Regions from separate parts of the Arachis hypogaea genome. Here region 1 is linked to region 2. A link is a contact called in public Hi-C data. All regions are on one chromosome and are shown on one strand. The core of a region is the stretch at or near the end of the contact, and the rest is flanking DNA. Distances in the headings are between cores, read along the strand shown. Region 1 has its middle 30 kb from the start of LOC112798307. Region 2 holds the start of LOC112798299.

Region 1 (2,744 bases), core at 100-2,599, 53 kb before region 2:
AAAGGGAGCTTGGCTGAACCTTGGGCCCAATATGGATCTGGTTGGTCCGGTTTGGTCCGTTCGACCCAATTTTAGGCTGATTTCTTTAGAATTAATGTCAAAATTCTCGTTTTGATTTTCTTTATCATATTAAACCATGAAAATCTCATTTCTCACTTTCTAGAATATTTTTTAATTTATGGATTAATTAGCCATTAATTAACCGAATTTTACAACTTTCTTCAATAAATCATACATATATACTGAATGTGATCATAAATAATATAGTAATAGTTAAATTCACTAATAAATATATTGGCTATTATCACACTATAAAATAAATTATATATAAAGGCTATTAGCACTTATAAATCTATAAAATCACACTGTTTTTTATTCGTGCAAGGGTTTACTTATCAAATAAACTTAAAATATAAACCAAAAATATTTATAAAATGGATCTATCATCACTTGAAAGAATAATGGAAAATAATCAACTTATCTTATCATTCATGAGAACCATTTCTATATAAGTCGTTTTGTTCTTGTCAAATTTGGATGGGACTTTCCATAACCTTATAATTTTTGCCTTTATTTTTCAAACTGTTTCATTACATAATCTACCGTAGGTAATACTGTTGATAGAATCGTAGTTAGTAGCCCTTAGGTATAAAAAATAATAAAGAGAAGAAGATCTATGTTTGAGGTACGAATTTTCTAAATGATAAATAATTGTAATAATTTATTATTACTCCTTATAAATAAATAAATATATATATATATACACTAATTATACATGGTAATAATTAGCAAATATTTTCAATGAAGATACTTGCTACAATTAGGTAAAATTTATGCCATTATATTTTATTAATCTTATGATTAATTCAATAGAGATACTTACTCAATATATATGTTATCTACATTAATTATATGCTAATATTTTTAGGAAAAGAGCTAAAAGAAAAGATATATAAATATATATAATATTATTTCTATATAGAAAGCATACATAAATTACTAATTTTTTTATTATATTATGCAACTTAAAATTATAATATTATAATATTATTAATTTCGGATTGATACCGGATCTTTTTTTTTTTTGGTTATGGATTGATACCGGATCCTTGGTCTCGTTTGTTGCTTTTGGTGGCCCGCAGGATGAGGCTGAAGGTCGGGTCCATAAGAAAAATCAATTTGGACTAAGAAATGGGCCAAAAAAAAAACTGTGGTGTAGTGTCTAACTGTCTATAACTCATATATATGTTTGATCTATATGGATAATTTTATTATGTAGAGTATTGCAGAGGTGCTAAATTTGTTGTCTCGTATACCTCATTATTTTTTATTAATGAAACTATTATTCTGAAAAACACACACATGAGCACACAATACCATATATTACATAATTACATAATTACATATACACTAAGGTTGACTTCTTTAAATAAGGCTTACAAAAGGAAGCCCCAAAACGAAAACCTTTCAAATAGAAGTTTTCATTCCTTTGGCATTTTGCAAATAGAAGTTCTGTCATTATTCATTAATCATTCAATAAAAATTGAGAAGCAATTATCAGGCTGACACATCGCTTGATGTTGGCATTCTTCAATCTTGGCAGCCTGGGGTCTGCAATTATTTAATTTGTCGCATTTATGCAAGATAATTATTGTAAACAAGAAAACACATAAAATAAACAAAGCCATGAATAATGTCTAAGCCACAATACACAAAACTATTACATAGTAAGTGTCTGTTTTTTTTTTTTTTCAAAACAATTATGTCAATATATATTTTTAATTCAATAATGATCTCCCTTGTTTGTACTTCTAAGATAAAAGAAGTATTTTTTTTTTAGTAAAAAGCAATTGTTTATACCGAACTTATAACCGAAAAATTTAATAATCATCATTATTGATTTAATGATTAAATAGTCATAACATCAATGCATGGATCAATTCTTTGTCTATAAAATACATTTTTCATATTTCATCAAAAGGAGTCATATGATATACATGATAAGTTTTATAACTTTTATTTTATGTCTAATATTATATAGTTATAGAATTATTATATACTTTTTAAATACTAATTAATTTTTCAATATGATTCTGACCACAACTGTTGAAGAATTTTCACTTTTCAATCGAGTTACAGCTCGAAGTCACTATTTTACGTCGGTTAGGTGCTCTATACAAAAAATGTTTCAAACAATGAATCACATGTTAATTTTTTTTCTAATTGTGGTTCAATTTATTAATAAAGAAATTAGTTTGGGTGGTATTATAATTATTAATTAATTATATTAGTAGTTGGTCTGTTCTTTGATGGAAAGAACACGACTATTTATAAACTTTATAAAGTTTGGGTCTCCAATTTTGATCAAACAACAAAACAAACATATTTTGATTCTATTTGACTTTGTGATTCAAGAATTGGAAATTCTAAATTGAATCAAAGAATTTATTGGCAATATGGTTTTATAAAATATCTAACATGTGGTATTAGAGCAAAATTATCTTTGTCTTGCAATTTCAAAATTTAATTACTATGCATTATTTTGATTAATTGTTTTGAAAGAAAAAATGCATAGTATAAATTTTGGAATAAGTGAGAGAAAATCATTGAAATTAAAGTTGACGCACCATAAGAGGAGGGAATCATAAATAATACTCCGAGAAGGAATCTACTAAATTTGTGTCATAGTTGTTCTTCATAATAGTATAATTTTTCGTGATTCCCATAAATTTTTTTATTCTTGA
Region 2 (3,010 bases), core at 68-2,567:
TTACTAATTATTTTATATATATTATATATATTATATATTAAAAATATATATTTATATATCTATTATATATACTTGGGCGGGTAGGGGCGGGTTTAACCTAAACCTGACCCTGTCCCGTCCCGCCCAAGAATTCGCCCCGCTAAAACCCGTCCCGGTGCGGGTGCGGGTAATTACCCACTCCGAACGGATAGGAGCAGGGTGAGTACCCGCGGGTTCAGGTAGTGTTGCCACCCCTAAATATTAGTTTTGTTTTTTCTTAGATAAAGTTATCAGTATTATACATATTTATGGATAAAAATAATATTATTTAATTTATTTTTAATATATATATATATATATATTATAATAAAATTTTTTAATATTTATTAAATAAATTTGATTAATTTATTATTTAATAATTTTAACTATCAACTTTACATAAAAATAATTGTATATAAAATTTTACCATTTTTTACAGTTTAATATATATCCTATAAAAGTGATTTATTTAATAGCTAGTTTTATTATATAAATGAAATAGGATTGAATTTTATCTATAAGGTATGAACACTAACATAAACATAGAATACGGAGGCACATAAATTTTAAAATCTTATAAAATATGAGAAGACGACATATATATAAAATATATTAGATAAATTATAATGATATTTTGATATTTTATTAATAATAAAATATAAAATAATTTTTAATTATTTTTAATATATTTTTTAATTATATAAAATATTTAAAATATCTTTTGTTTAATAAATAATAATATATATTATTTTTAAACCCATTTTAAAGAGACATGTTAAAAAAAAGTTCGATATATTAACATGTAATAATATTTAAATATGTAAATATATCTAAAAAAATATTTTATTTTTTATTAAAACATAACTAAATATTCATGCTACACTTAAACAAACAGGATTTTACTAGGTAAATAATAATTTTTGTGAATAATGTGAACAATAAATTTTAAAATTGGCCTAGTAAAATAAAAATATATTACACCCTCAAATTACCCATCTAAATCTTAATATTAAAATAACCATCTACATATCTAATAAATTAAACATTCAATATATTTATTATTTATACTATTTAATATTTTATTATCTACTTGTACTTTTTCAAACATATATCAATAATTTATTGTGTCTAAAAAAATAAACGAATCCAACAACTGAGCAAATTATCCTAATAAAATATCCGTCCTTCATAGAATTTATTATAGCAAAAGCTCCTTGGAAATCTGGTCAAGGAATACTATGCGTGAAGCCATTGAATTTTTTAAACATCATTATACGTAAATTGACCATTATAATATTAATATTAATTAAGTCTTCTCTTTAGCGGACTCTCCCTTTTCATATGACAATGCAAACTTTTTGGTTCCCAACACCCCGAATCATATAAACTTAGTTCTGTTTTCGGTTTTCCTTCTCTGTCTCTCTTGTTTTGTCATCTTCTTGCACTGCACGACTCTTTCTTCTTCTTCTTCTTTGTTATTATTTAATCATTACTACTCATTTTCCTTCCCTCTCTCTCTCTCTCTCTCTCTTGTGTTTATAGTTTCTTTCAAAATAATTCTAATCACAACTAGCAATTTCTCTTCATGATCGTGGTCCTATAATTAGCATGGATTTTGGTGGCTCTATGCAAGGTTATGTGAAGGCTTCTTATGTGGTCTTTGCTTTCTTCTCTGCCTTCTTCTTTGGTGCCATAAAAGGTGCTTCTCTTTTTTCCTTTTCTTTCCACCCTTTTTTCCATTCTTTATAAAGTTCATGATTGAATATTAACCTTTTGAGTTTTGACCACTAAATAAATATTAAATCTTTTACTCTATTTTATTTACAAGTTCTTACATGTAAAATGAATTAGGATGATGAGTTGTTGAAATTTTTTCTTCAAATTCTGCAGGCTTAGTTGTGGGTCCTATTGCTGCTTTGATACTGATTATAGGCAACGTTGGTGTGATTCTTGGATTGTTTCCTTGGCATGTGGCATGGACCGTATACACCCTTTTGAAGTAGAACATAATATTTTCATTATTTATTTATTATTATATAGAGATTTTTTCAGTTATAATTTCAATTCTCATGATTTTATCTTCGTTTTTTTTGTGTTAATTTTAATTTTGCAGGATTGAAATATTTGATGCAGCGTTGAAAGTTGCATTTTTGATTGCTTTGCCTGCTTTATTTGGTATATGGTTAGGTATAGGAATAGCTGGAAGCGTTCTTCTTGGTGTTGGCTATGGCTTCTTCACTCCATGGGTTTCAACTTTTGAGGCCTTCAGATATGATAATGAGTCCAAGAAATTCTTGCACTGTCTTGTGGTGAGGTTCCTTAGGATGTTACTTCTTGTGTTCTCATAACATTATAGCAATGACAGTATAGCCTTTTGAAAGAAAGAAACATGTCCCCAGCACCAGGACTGATGAACCATGTTTGGGGTTATGAGGAAATGCCCTTTTTGGTCCTAACCATTAGTCCGAATGGCCAGGCGCCCCTCCACAATTCAAAAATCTCTAACCGGTTTCCAACCATCCAAGTAATTGAGCTAAGCAATCCCTCACACATCAGCATGTTACTGTTTAGAGGAACTGCCTAGACCAGCTATTTGGATGGTTGAGGACTGATTTAGGATTTTTGAATTGTGGAGAGGTGTTTAGTCTTTCGGATAAATGGCCGGGCGAAGGGACATTTACTCTGATTTCAAAATGCAACTATTTTTATAGGGTTCCTGCAATTTGAAACCATGCTTGTGGTAGAAATTAGGGCTCATTTTGTGTGTTCTTTCTGGGCTCAGGATGGAACCTTGGGAACCATTAAAGGAAGCTGTACTGTAGTAAGAGATTTTGCAGATATGTGTTACCATTCGTACCCAAGTTACTTGAAGGAAATAAGAGAATCACCTAGTTCAAATGAGTGTCTGAGACTAAGGTAATAATCACAAGGTTTCTTACCTTTTTCATTTTCCTTTATTTGCAAGAAAGACAAAAAACAGTGATAATGTACT

The links. Hi-C and Micro-C count contacts between places; a contact is called where the count stands out from the background.
Region 1: a Hi-C map of leaf shows a contact between it and region 2, with 2.3 times the contacts expected there. The contact joins the enhancer-like site here to the promoter of LOC112798299 in region 2. A contact is called at or near these places in 5 of 8 Hi-C or Micro-C datasets (leaf and an unstated tissue).

Annotation. Positions count from the first base shown.
Region 1 is chr1:13,959,471-13,962,214 of arahy.Tifrunner.gnm2.J5K5, reverse strand. No RefSeq gene overlaps it. Among protein-coding and RNA genes, the nearest start is that of LOC112798307, 30 kb to the left of the region's middle. Within about 2 kb of position 1,349, at least 1 of the 3 cell types and tissues checked has open chromatin away from gene starts, as enhancers often do.
Region 2 is chr1:13,905,940-13,908,949 of arahy.Tifrunner.gnm2.J5K5, reverse strand. LOC112798299 reads left to right here and starts at 1,317. Exons shown (of 9, transcript XM_025841567.3): 1 at 1,317-1,717; 2 at 1,909-2,017; 3 at 2,132-2,327; 4 at 2,801-2,934. The coding sequence starts at 1,627.